Regions from separate parts of the Podarcis muralis genome. Here region 1 is linked to region 2. A link is a contact called in public Hi-C data. All regions are on one chromosome and are shown on one strand. The core of a region is the stretch at or near the end of the contact, and the rest is flanking DNA. Distances in the headings are between cores, read along the strand shown. Region 1 holds the start of PROSER1 (proline and serine rich 1). Region 2 holds the start of FBXO33 (F-box protein 33).

Evidence for each region. A called contact is a pair of places that touch in the nucleus more often than the background predicts.
Region 1: a contact with region 2 is called in a Hi-C map of blood, with 4 times the contacts expected there. The contact joins the promoter of PROSER1 here to the promoter of FBXO33 in region 2. A contact is called at or near these places in 2 of 3 Hi-C or Micro-C datasets (blood and tail).

The regions. Positions count from the first base shown.
Region 1 is chr1:32,173,112-32,180,383 of rPodMur119.hap1.1, reverse strand. It overlaps PROSER1 (proline and serine rich 1), which reads left to right and starts at 4,797. Exons shown (of 14, transcript XM_028720193.2): 1 at 4,797-4,965. It overlaps LOC114585678 (U1 spliceosomal RNA), which reads right to left and starts at 1,231; the gene lies at 1,068-1,231. It also overlaps the pseudogene LOC114592208.
Region 2 is chr1:32,036,238-32,042,914 of rPodMur119.hap1.1, reverse strand. It overlaps FBXO33 (F-box protein 33), which reads right to left and starts at 3,214. Exons shown (of 4, transcript XM_028720130.2): 1 at 2,526-3,214. The coding sequence starts at 3,199.

The DNA.
Region 1 (7,272 bases), core at 3,548-6,047, 140 kb before region 2:
CCGGGGCTGGTTATCCACCCCCAGACGTTGAAGAAACAGACTTCAGTGATTCCTAAGGCGTTATTACTCACATTTGTCCGCCCAAGTGGTCCGCCTCTATTGCTGTGCTCCTCTCATTCCCCACCCCTCAGCTACGGAGTCCAGCTCGGGACAAACTTGTTAACCAAACTTATAGTTAACAGAAATACAGTGGTACCTCGGTACTTAATTCGTTCAGGAGGTCCGTTCCTTAACCTGAAACTGTTCTTAACCTAAAGCACCACTTTAGCTAATGGGGCCTCCCGCTGCCGCCGAAGCACGATTTCTGTTCTCATCCTGAAGCAAAGTTCTTAACCTGTAACACTATTTCTGGCTTAGTGGAGTGTGTAACCTGAAGCGTATGTAACCCGAGGTACCACTGTACTACAGAGAAGGCGATCGGAGCCACTTTCCCAAGGAAAAGCTACTGAGCAAAACGGAGGCAGAAGAGTTGCTGCGGAAAGGATCCGCAGGAACATGACCGAATGCCTTAGCATTAAAAAGAAACGTGGGGTGCGGTGGGCAATGAGAACGCCATGAGAAGAACTAGGTTGGAAATTAAAGCGAGATGGAAAAGAAACCTTCTTCAGCTATTACCTGAACAATGCTCAATAGATATACAAGATTTCCACGAATGCCGTAGGATGGCGCTACTGCAAAGCCATTGTCTGCGGGAAAGCTTCGCAGTGTTTTTGCAGGGCAACTTCGCAGTGTTTCTTGTGGAAATGCAATCTGTTGATGTTAGAACGTAAGAAAACGGGAAGGAGACACAACACGCAGTTGGTGCAACGCTCTTCTCCCGGGGACCAACCAGGCAGTCGTGTCTCTTGCGGATCCCACAAGGAGACCAGAGCACAGGATCCCTTCGGCACTCGTGACTCCTAGCAAGTAGCACTCATCGGCGCGCAACTTTACTGACCAAAGCGCGACCAGTTTCCTCAGACGTTCATTTTTTTAAATCAGAATCGCGAACAATTTGAGCGTGAAATACAACGTAGAAAAATAATATGAACAAACAACATTTATTCTGTTTTTTGCACATGAATTGTCAGGGGAAAGCGCGAACGCAGTCCCCCACTACCACAAATTATGCAGTCGAGTTTCCCGCATTTGGGGAAATCGCAGGGGTCAGCACACCCGCAGTGCAATGGATGAGCCTCACCCTGGGAAAACCTCCTTCATGATCAAGGTGTCTCCCCTGCCAGGTAAGTATGCTTTCTCATCAGACCGGACCCGGGCCGCCATCCTCCCGCACCCCTTCAGTGCAGAGCGAGCATACCAAGCCCTGCCCGAGGGCCCCGTCCCCGCTTCCCATCGCTCGCTCGCAGTCGGGCATCATGTACCCATCCAGCCTGACGGAGCCACGACCTCTCCGAGGGCCCGCGAAGCCCGTTTCATGCTCCCCCCATAATGCTCCGCGGCGGCACCTCATCTGCATGCGGGAGTCGCTCTGGCTCCGCCTTCTCGCACTCTTCCCTGCCAAGCCTCAGCAAAGAGAGCGAGGGGCCTGTGCCTCTGGGTTCGAGTGGCCGTCTTTGTTTTGACTGCCTTGTCCGACGGAGTTCTGCTTCCCCACACCACTCTGCCTACGATGCCGGTCTCTCGAGCCTTTGCTTGATCTGCACGTGGATAAGCAAGCAGAGGAGATGACCAGACACTCATTGGCTCCATAGCCCAAGAGGCAGGGATGGATTTTTAAAAATAATAATAATAAAAATATTTTAAGGGAAATCTTTATTAGTCACATCCAGTCACCTTTCAGCCTATTTTTTTCCTGCCTATTTATCTCCGCTCCTTCCACCTGCCCTCGCCCCCCAGCCAAGCTACTGGGTTCCGCTCAGGACGACGAACATATTTAACACAAGTTTACAGTTAACAGAGTACAACAGGGAGGACATGTAGCACTATTTTCGCAAGGAGACCCTAAAGAATAGAATAGCGGAAGCGAAAACTATCCGTCAGAACATAACCTTAGTATTAAAAAGTTACCTCTAGCCGAAAATAGTGAGAACCCCATAAGAATCAATAATCTGAACTAATGCAAACTGCAAAACAAAAAAACAGCAACCAAAATACGTACATAAGCTATTATATGAACAATACAGTACTACTCAACTGATATTTCTTGAACTTTCCAAAATACACCATAAGATGGCGCTACGGTAAAGCTATTGTCTCCGAAAAAGCGCATATAAAGCAGGACAAAACGATCTTCTATCTACACAGAACCTTGTAGAAAACAGTTTGTCATTAGAACATAAGAAAAGGCTTGCTGCATCAGGCTAAACACTCTGCTATCTTGGGAGCCAACCAGACACCTCTTTGGGGAAGCCCACAAGAGAGACATGAGCACGACAGCACTTTCCCCACCCAATTCCCAAGCATCTCATGTGTATACTGGAATAGTACACAGTGTTCTTTTAATGATTCATGGCATGTTTTTGTACACCTTGCTTCATTTTTCATCTATTTTCTAAACTTTACAGAAGTGCAATTTGGCTGAGGTTGTGTAAACACAGTAGAGGCTGTGATGGAGGTACCTTGAGAATATACTCCCTGGAGGCTGAATAAATTAGGTCCAGTAGAAGGGTGTTTATTTGTTTTTTACTGTTTGTATATCTTCATATATTTTGGTTTCATCAAAGGTGCTGAAGAAAATGAGACTAGTGGAATCCTTCAGAAACTGAAAATGTGATTTTCAAACAGCAGCTTATACACCACTATAAGGCATAAGTAGGGTTGCTATCTGCCCTGTATACATAGGATCGACCCACATTTCAATGTAAAATGCTGCGTCCTGCTATTGATACAGTTTGTCCTGTATTTCAGGTCTTCTCTCTCTCTCTGCCAAGTTAGGGAACCTCTCCAAATGCATGTGTTTGAAAGGGTAGTGAAAGGTCAGGTATTTAAGCTCTGGGTAGCAAAGAACAGACAGATTTACAATTTCATGTGTATGTGTGTGTGATTGTGTGTGAAAATTTCCAGAAGGGGAATCCTGTTAGGCTGCAGTAGACTGCAATGGATTGCGTTGAAGTCACTTCAGCACCAGATAAAAAAATAATTGCCCCCCCCGCCCCGTATTTTGCCAGAACAAAGGTGGCAGCCCTATGTGAGTCACTAGTGCAATGGTTTTCAGCCAGTGTGCCATGGCACCCTGGGGTGCCTTGAATGATGGCCAGGGGTGCCACAGGCAACATTGGCCTATGTCTCTCTTTCCTTCCCTCCCTCCTCCGATGCCATCTCACATCTCTGCCTCCCAAAGGCTTGCACAGCTGTTAGTTGCAGCAGCCCTGGCTACAAGCTCCGCAGGTGAATAGCACGTCTGGGGCTGGTCAGGGGGTGCTGGTTGCCAGAGCTGAGGCGGCCTCAAAGTAAGCAAGCAAGTGGGTCAGAGAGCCCAGCCAGCTAGTCCACCAGCCCTTGCTGTTGGGAATGGACAGACAAGTCCCAGGACCCAGTGGGGCAACGTGAGGAGGTACCTCTCTTTGGGGCAGCAGGGGCAGCCAAGAGACCAAGGGCGGTGGCAACGGCTGCCCAGAGGACTCCCATGGAGAGGAGGCTGAGGGAACACTCTACAAGGAAGGCTGTTCAAAAAAGGGGTGAGAGGCTGCCAGCTCTGCAGGCAAGGGGTGACATAACTGAGCTCCTGAGCCCCACAGGGTGCCGCAGAAAGAATGTAATTGGTCAAGGGAGCCGTGGACCCCAAAAGGTTGACAACCTCTGGCCTAGTGTGGAACTGGAACTAGAACACCAGGGTTCAAATCTCCACTTGGCCATGAAGCTCATTGTATGACAGCCATTGCTTCTCAGCCTAACCCACCTCACAGGGTCGTTGTGGGGATTAAATGAGGAGGGGGCAGAACCATGTATACCACCTTGAGCTCCTTAGAGAAAAAGGTGGGATAGACTGTAAATGCAATAAATAAAGGAATCCTCCCAAGTGAGGCTGCCTCTCATCACCTTTTTAAGACCCCCAGGCAGTGTTCAAAACTCCCATTGTTCTAGGTGCATTTTGCAACAGGGAATTTCATTAGTGTGAGCAGTTTGAGCCCTGGGTGCAGTACTGTGCCTAAGATTTCAGATTCAAAATTGCAAAGTGGAAGGAAAGGAGTACCTTTTTCTGCCTCCCCACTTTAGCTACTCTCTGAAGACTGGAGAAGAGACCCTCTTATGAGGGGTTTGGGCAGGGGAAGGACTAGACCAGGGGTCAGCAAACTTTTTCAGCAGGGGGCCAGTCCACTGTCCCTCAGACCTTGTGGGGGGCTGGACTATATTTTTTGGGGGGAGGGGAATGAACGAATTCCTATGCCCTACAAATAACCCAGAGATGCATTTTAAATAAAAGCACACATTCTACTCATGTAAAAACACGCTGATTCCCGGACCATCCGCGGGCCGGATTTAAAAGGCGATTGGTCCGGATCCGGCCCCGGCGCCTTAGTTTGCCTACCCATGGACTACTAGACCATGTGAAAAATATCATATTTTAGCTGCAGTGCATTCATTTTCAGCTTTGTATTCTTGTTATAAAAAAGCGCGCCTAGCCATTCCATTGTGGCGCCCATAACTTAGGTTTAAGGTGCCACTGAGCTCCTAGTTTTCCTATCTCAGTTTCTGACATTGCCCCCAGGGAGCCCATAAGCCTCGCTGAACACAGAGCTCTGCGTCCTCAACAAGACGCGGCCAGCCTCTTAATAGCCTCCTGGGGGAGAGGGGTGGGCGGGGCTGACTCCAGGAGCAGGTGCGTCTCCTCCTTCCCGGCATCCACCCCGAACGGAGGGGCGGGAGGAAGGCCTCTTATGGCGGTGCTTGGCTGGTGATGACATCAGGAGGCGACGAGTCGCGAAGTTTGGCTCCGCGCGGTGGGGGCGGCTGGGGGTTGCGCGCGGGTTGCCTTGACGCCGGCCAGGGGCCGCTCCTCGCCTGCCTGCCGGGCCGCCGCGGATGGTAAGCCGAGCACCGGCTGGAGGGGTGCGGGGAAGGCGGGGCTCGAAGCGGCCCCGAGCCGTCCGTAATGGGCTTCGGGCCTGCCTGCGCCGCCTGCTTCGGGTGCTGCAGCCTTGAAGCGACGCGGGGCGCGGACTCCCGGAGCCGCTTCCCTTGGTCAGAGCGGCAGCCCTGAGGCACGTGTTTCCCGGGGGTAAACGCCGCTAAAGTCGAGTGGGACTAAGTGCCGAGTAAGCGTGACAAGGGTCGCCCTTCGAGTTCTTGGTTAATCCGGAATTCGTCGTGCGAGCCCCCTGGGGATGGAGTTAAACCCCGTTGAACTCCGTGGCATTCGAGTCACAGCAAACGCGAGACGTGTGTGAGCGCGAGGTTTTGTTCAGGTTTATTCGGAAGCAAGTCCCCCTGGACGGAGGGGAGGTCCTGTGCCCTGAATGGCAACCTTTAGCATAACCGTCTGTTTAAAGCCCACAATGCAGAAGCTGTTGGTGCTGGGGTGGTGACGAGGGCAATTTTTCATTTAGGTCATCAGAGGGACTTCTATATCGAATATGGGGAACTTCTGGACCCCTGGAAGTACAGTGGTACCTCGGGTTACGTATGCTTCAGGTTACAGACTCTGCTAACCCAGAAATATTACCTCGGGTTAAGAACTTTGCTTCAGGATGAGAACAGAAATCGTGCTCCGGCGGCGCGGCAGAAGCAGGAGGCCCCATTAGCTAAAGTGGTGCTTCAGGTTAAGAACAGTTTCAGGTTAAGAACAGACCTCCAGAACGAATTAAGTACGTAACCAGAGGTACCACTGTAGTAGGAGTACGACTGGTCTTGTTCCTGGTTGCTGCCTTTGCTGGCTGCTGCTGATGGAACAAGAAGCTGGAGGATAACTGGTTTCCCATCCTTGCCCTATGAAAAGAAGCATTAGAGCATTCTGCCGGGCAGTGTCAGTTGTTCATCACAGAGATGATCCTTTGAAGCAGGTGTGCCCAAGAAGCTTGGTGATTTGCCCACAGAGTGGCTCAGGTTATACTAGTGTGTGTTCACTCCTGGTTGTGTTTGGATTTGGTTCAACGTCAGTTATTTCGAAGGTGGAATTCTGAAATGGTTTTAGTGAGAATGGTTGAATCAAACTGCACTGCGATGAGTATCATGCTGGAACAGATTGGATGTTGTGTTTATGATGATAGAAGAAAGTGTGAAGTAGTGAGGGAGGAGACTGAAGTACTGTAGCAGAATGGGCAGATTTTACTTACTCCCTGAACTTCAGAATATTGATGACTCACACTACATTAGCCTCAGGAGTTTTGAATATCATCATTGGCTTTGTAGAATTCCATTCAAATCTGATAAAAACAATTTGTGCGTTCAGTACACAGAAGCAAAGAGAAAATTGCATGCTATTTTATATAAACATTGCTGCACAAGCATGGACTTCTGCAAGGATGTCCTCAACCCTGTTCAGCCTGCCACAAAACATCTCTGGAGTGTCAGAGGAACGCTCCCCCCACCAGTGTTGAGGATGATCACCCAGATCTCTAATGAGGCATTGCAGGGGGTGTGGAGAGCTGCACATGGTCCCTCTTCAGTTACTCAGCCCAGTTACAGAGATAAATGGGGCATTGTGGAAGGGCATCAAGCCTTGATGAGCTGGGAGGGATTGAAGGTGATAAGGTTTTCAGCCTTTTACCAGCGATTACAAGATATACCAAAGCTCTGTTTGCTTGGAAGTAAGCCTCATTGAATTGGGACTTACTTTTGTGTAGACAGAATTGTGTTATGAGACTGGAGTTCTGTGATCACTTACTCAGGAATAAAATCCATGGGCTTCGATCGGAGCCATTTTTGGATTGGGCTGTAGGTAAAACTTTTAACAGAAGAAATGGTTTAGCTATGTGCCCTAGCTACATTATAATATAATGTCAAATGCCTTATCTTTACCACTGGTTGGTTACAAAATTCTATAATTATGAGCACCTTAGATCTATGCTTTCCTTTTTTTAAAAAGAGACAAATGGAGGATTTTGGGGGAAAATGTTTCAGGTTAGATCCAAAGAAGTGTGAGGAGACCCTCACTTGCACAATGGAGCTTTCATAGCTATTGCTCCCTGCAACACCAAAAAGCTCATAAGGGTTAAAGGACCTTATGAAATGGCAAGAAGTGGGTGGGGCTCAGGATACTCACAGAATTTGGTGGCAACTTCCCTTGTATCAAGAGAAGTGTCATTCTGCACATGTAAGGCCCTTTTGGATCCAAGTTATAGTACTCTTTGAAGAATTCAGGAGTTCTTTTAAAATACTAGAAAATGTTTTATT
Region 2 (6,677 bases), core at 1,965-4,464:
TTAGAATTACTGGGGTCAACTTCTACAGAATTATTATTTTGCCTAGCTGGTAAAGAAATAAGGCTATATAAATAGAAGTGGAGAAATGTTTTATGCAAGCATGGCCTCAACTGGTAAGCAACAGGGATGTTCAAAGGAAAACCAGCAGACAGTATGCAGGATCAACCACAAGATACAAATAGCCCTTGCAATGCCATCATCTTTACACTCTTCAGATTCTGCAGGATTGAATAAGAAAGCCCATTAAGTCATCTATGTACCATGATTAGCTAACAGAGTGAAAGGGAGGGAAGGTCCTACAAGAAACTGCTGAGGCCCAAATTCCCCACAGCTTTATTAGGCTGCTAGCTTGAGAGGGGCTCATCGAGCCTGCCACACCCTTGTTGCAGACCTAGCACTTCATCAGTCTAATGGTTTCCTATTAATTTGTCCAGGCCTGCTGATAGTGATGCTGGTTAGAGTTGGGCCTTAGTGTTGCTGTTTTTATAATAGGTGCGTGATTTTATTTTGTTTTGTTTTTTATATAACCATATATCCTGCAGTGTGTGCTGTATTGTAAGCCTCTCTTCTAGATGACGGACAGGGTATCAGCTCAAAGAAAGGACTTTGCTGCTCTCTCTTTCTGGTTCTTGGCTTGTTACTTTTCATGCAGATTACCTCCTTCCCTGAAGCAAGCAGCTGCCTTTTCCACAGGTGAGTGTAAGAGTGCCAATCATTATCTCCAAGTCTAACCTACATCACATGGGTGCTAGCAGTGAGGATATAACAGGGAGAGGAAGAACCATGTGTGTTACACTGAGCTCCTTGGGAGCAAGGTGGGATTTAAATAAATGTAATAAATATGCAAAAATAAAAGTTGACAGAAAGGCCCCACAGCGGGTCACCTAGTGAGTTCACAGATGAGGTGAAATATGAACTGCAATTTCCTGGCTGCCATGAAAGTGAACTGCAATTTCCTGGCTCACAGCACACATACTTGAGTGTTTCAGTATCCACATGACAAAAGCTGGTCACTGTAGCACCCAACAGAGTGAGACGTAATTTGGAAATCTCTGAAAAAAATGGCCACAAATCTGATCTTGGCTGCTTCAGATCTTATCACATCTTTTCATTGACATATGGTTGCTGTACCAGTTGCAGCAGTTTAATTTTCTGAGATGTGTGATCTGAACAGGATTTTCTTACTGCAAATCACTTAAGATGTGCAAACTATCATCCATTCTATTGTGCAGAACTGGCTGTAGGAAAGAGTGATGAGCACAGCATGGACAACTGCACAATCTTTTCTTGAAAAGGACATTTCATTCTGTAGTGGAGCAGAGAGAAACAAGAGTAACACAAAAGGAAACAAACAGCTCTGGAATATTACTGATCAACTTAGATTTTTTTCATTATATGACCTTGACCGAATGGGAATTTTGGAAATCTTGAGGGAGAATGCAGTACTAAAGGCTTACAAATGCAAAATATGTTTATGCTATTTTTGTGATACACAAATGAAATGAAAAATTTGGTATACTTATTTGTAAAACATTCTTGTTTATAAAACCCAATTAAAAATGCAAAATATGTAACTAACTGTGACACCTTTGTTGTATGACAACAAACACTAGAGTCACTGGAAAGGAAAAGATATCACTTTGGATCAGCTGGTATTGCTGTATTGCTCCCTTTAAAAAAGAAGAAAATGTTCTTTAACTGGTTTCCCAATTATGTAACAGCCTATAGCAGAGCAAATTATTAATGTGCCCTGCTGCTGGCTTCAGAATAGTACACTAACAGTAGGTGTTCTAGAACGCACACCACAAAGCCACTGTCTCCCATTTTGAAGGATTTAGGCACTAAAGAAGTGACATGTTAGCTGACGAATGGTTAGTGTTTCTATCAGTCAAGAAACCAAAAGCAACTGTCAGGTTTTCCTAGCAGCTTATGACAAAAAGTATTATGAGCCCATCAAAACAGGGGGCACAGGGCAAATAACAACTGTCTCAACAGCTCCGTTTTGGTGACATCCCAGGGAAGGTACTTGACGTGCGGAAGGTAGTGATGCTACCTATCCAGAAACACTCCTCTCCACAAGGATCCCCCCCCCCAACCGCAGCACTTTTGGGTGGCGACGTGCAGACGTGTGTTCCTTCATGTGATGTTCCCTTACAGTTGCTCCGGAATGGCTCCTTCCTCGCCGCTCACACATCATCCCCCCCCCCCCGCGCGCGCACAGCAGGAGTAAGGCATCTTTAAGTGGATGCGTGACAACCGGGAATTCAACAGGTGCAGCTTCCCCCACCCAGTAATAACTCAATCGGCTGAACTTCAGGCAGATGTTAGAAAGCACATGAACCTTTGAAACAGAGAGAGAGAGAGAGAGAGAGAGAGAGAGAGAGAGCTGCTGCTTCCCACTTGGGAAGCAGGAGGCTTTGCAACTCTCCCTCCCGCTCGGCGTGTGTTTGCATTGGTGTTAGTACGTGTGTGTGTGTTTGTGAATGTTAGTTAACGCTGGCTGGCCTCCCACCACGCCGTCCTACCTGTTGTTGCGGACGCTGCTCAGCACGCAGAGTACGAGCTCCAGGTAGGTCCTCAGCAGCTCCAGCCAGCGAGGGCAGAGCTGCGCTTCTCCCTCCGCCGCGGCCGCTGCGGCTGCCGCTTCCTCGCACACCCCGCTGGCGCCTCCTCCTCCTCCTCCTCCGGCTCCTGCTCCGCCGCCTCCGGCTCCTCCGCTGGGGTAGTTGTCGGCGGCGAACTGGACGCGGAGCTCGCGCACGAACCAGCCGCACTTGCGCATGAGGAAGTCGAGGCGCGGGCGCTCGGCCGGGCAGACGCGCAGGCTGAGGCGCAGCCGGGGCCACAGGGCCGGGTAGAAGAGGCACTCTCGCCAGTGCGAGCAGGCGGCCGAGGCCCGGAGCCGGTCCGGGGCGGCCAGGAACGAGAAGATGTGGACCACCAGCTCGCTGGGCAGGGAGCCGGCGCCCACCGGCCCCCCACACACCGACGACATGGCCGGCCCAGCCGCCGGCGGCCGCAGCCCCGAGCCCGGCCTCGGCCTCCCCTCCGGCTCCTGCGACAGAAACAACAACATCAATGACAAGGCGGAGGGAGGCGGGGCGGGACCGGACGAGACTCTGCTGCTGCTGCCGCTGCCGCCGCCGCCGCCGGAGCCAACCACTGCTCGCAGCCGCAGGGGGAGGGCGAGATGTACCATTGGGCTCCCGGGTTGGGTTGTCGGGGCGGGATGGAACGCACCAACGCGCCGAGAGGGAGGGAGAGGCGGAGCGTACCAAAGTGCGCTCAGCCGGCGGGGGTGGCGGGGAACTGTTGCTCTCATGACTCAGCGCGCGGAGAAGGGCTGGCGTGGCTGATGGATGCCACCTAACGAAAGTTTCGCAGAGGAGGGGGAGGGCGGCGCGATAGCCGACCTGGATTTTTCCTTTGCAAGGCCGCGGGGACGCTTAGAAGAACAAGGGGAGGCGCTGCCACCTAGACGCGGCTGCACAAAGTCCTCCGCGCGGCGAGGAAGACGCCCGGTGTTTCTGCATCTTTCCAAAATTCGATCATCGCTGTACTGTTAAAATGAAGCAGTTTATTCCAGGATAATTTTAAGTGCTGGAATAGGCAAGCACCGGGGCCTGATGAACGAACCTGCCATTATTACCACCTAAGTGGAGTTTATTTTTTATTTTTTTCCTTGACAGATAAGAGCAGAGGGAAAATATTCTCCCTGTCCTGTTTCATTTGTATCAGAGGCATGAGCATGACTAGTGTGCAAAATAACAATTTTGTTCACAGTGCTGGTGCTGACCTTCAAAGCCCTAAATGGCCTCACCTTGTATACACAAAGGAGTGTCTCTATCTGGACACTGAGGTCCAGTTCCCAGGGCAGCCTGTTGGTTCCCTCACTGTGAGAAGTTACAGGGAATCAGGCGTTTTCGGTAGTGGTGCCCTCCCATCAGATGTCAAGGAAATAAAGAGCTATTTGACTTTTAGAGGACATCTGAAGGCAGCCCTGTTTAGGGAAGTTTTTAATGTTGATGTTTTGTTGTGTTTTTGGATCTGCCCACAGTGGCTGGGGCAACCCAGTCAGATGGGCGGCATATAATTCTACCACTTTGCGGCTGGAAAGGTGAACAGAGTGCTCTTAGAGATGGAAGGAACCAAAGGCCACTTTGGCAGCCCTTAGCTGAAGAGCAGGACCATTTCCTGGCCATCTTCCCACAGAATATAAATCACGCATCCTCTCATACAATCTGTGACTCTCCAATGTTATTGGACTTTCAACTCCCATCATCCCCAGTCAGCATGACAAATGGTCAGGCATGATGAGTGTTGCAACCCAGGAACTTCTGTGTCTCGGGTTCTTCCACTCCTACTCTTACACGACACCATGATCTTGGGCAGAAAACCCTAGCACACCACTAGCAGTATCATTTGTCAGCTGCCAGTTCCCAAAATCCTGTCACATTCTTTTTTGACCAAGAAATAAACAAGGCTGCCAACATGCAATTGAAACAACAAGGCAATGCAGGGGGTCACCAGGAGCATGAAAGAGAGGGATTTCAGCTCAGTGGTATTTCCAAGTGACTCCTTAACTTTCTCCCATATAAATGAATAGTTGCCATTCATTTACTGTGTAGAAAAAGGAACGGTTGAATATAGGAATGCACTGAAGGTAAAACCAGCCATCCACAAGTGACATGTGGTGAGTGGCTTTTAGTGACATGGGTTTTGCAGGAGTTTATAGTATGTTTCTTGGATATGGAAGCCTACCTTTGCAGCACATGCCATAATGATGGGCAATTTTGTGATGGTAGTAGTGATTACAGTATCGATGATGGTGGTGCTTTTTTATTTCCTCTTGCAATTATGAAGGCATACTACCTAAACACATTTTCATAAACAAGCGTTCACATAACATCCATATACCTTTCATGGCTGCAGTCCTAAACGTACCTGCTTAGGAGTAAACCCCATTTCACTAATAAGGACCTACTTCTAAGCTAGCATGTACTGGATCAGGCTTATGCATGGCCACTTTAGATATAGCATTGTTTCCAAATATAGGGTGTTATTTCCTCAGTGCTGATGTCACTGCTCAGGCACAACTGAACTGTGAGTTCATAATTCACAAGTACACACAGTCAAAATATGCTGAGTTGATGTCATGATGCAATATCTCCACAATATGCAAGAGCACAGGCACTTTTCTAAGGTCTCTGGCAACACAGCTTATAGATACAATACTTTAATACAGGCTTTTGTGCTGTTACAAAGTATGTGTCTGAAACCACACATGTGCCCAGCACTTGTGTAGTCATACACTACCAAGAAGTTTAGGATCTTTTGCTAGAGTTACAACATGCGTCTGTCAAGAATATGTGTTTACTCTTAACCTTATGCCCACAAGAAGTTCTTACACAAACGGAATAAAGTTTGGTGTATTATATGAAATGAAAGTGGGAGAATATATTAATGCCAATTAAGAAAGCAAAATTTATGCAAGCAGCACAGTGGTTTTTTTTCTAAAAAAAATGTTCAGGGGTACTCTCATTTTCCTACTCATATTGTAATACTGCCCGTCAATGAGGCCAAACTTAGATTCACAAACATGTTTTGACATGTTTTGAGATCAGACTGGTACCAGAGTCAAGAAAGTTCATAATGGATGGTCTGTCATATTACCATATGCCCACCTTTTTATTCATGCCAGGGTCTACAGTAATAAACCACAGAAAATGTTTAGATTAACACACATCTCTCCACAGTTTAATCTGTGATTGTTCAACTGTCTTTTGTAGCACTCTCCCCTTTAAGACCCATTTTGAGTGTAGTATTATTAATACTATTTATGTTTATCTGAAACTTAGTTCAGCTGAATTCAGTGGAAGTACAGCCCAGTCTTTTAAACCTGTTAAACATGCCTGCCTGTGCATAGAACAAGACTGTGAAGCATTAACCAGCACTCGTAACCCACTTCTTAGGGCAGAGGTTTCCAATCTTTTTGGGTCCCTTGACCAACTACATTCTTTCTGTGGCACCCCTGTGGGGCTCATGAGCCCAGTTCTGTCACCCCTTGCCAGTAGACCTGGCAGCCTCTCACCCTTTTTTCAAACACCCTCCCTTGTGGAGTGTTCCCTCAGTCTCTTCTCCTCTCCCCTTTCATTGGGAGTTATCTGGGTAGCCAGAGCTGCCACCCCTGGTCTCTGAGCTGTCCCTGCCCCCGCCCCAAAGAGAGGTGTCTCATCCCACTGCCATACAGGGGCCTGGGAAGCACCCTCTGGCCAGTCCTAGAGGCACCATTCGCCCAGGAAGCTTGTAGCTAGGGCTGCTGCAACAAACAGCTATGCAAGCCTTTGGGAAGCAGAAACGCAAGAGGGCACCAGAGAAGGGAGGGAAGGAAAGAATGGCAGAGGCCAGTGTTGCCAGCAGCACCCCTGACCATCATTCAAGGCACTCCAGAGTGCCATGGCACACTGGTTGAAAACCACTGTATTAGGGGGTTAAGAGTAAAGGATTACTCTGCATGAATTGTAAATCTAACAGAATGCCTAGTCTCTCATTGATTCAGTTTGTATGTCTGGCTCCTTTGCAGCTCTGCTCTGTAAGAGCCATATCCAATGTAGCTAGGTCTCACTAGTTTCAAGTGACATCATTTGCTTTCTCATCATTTTGCTGGCTACTGCCGT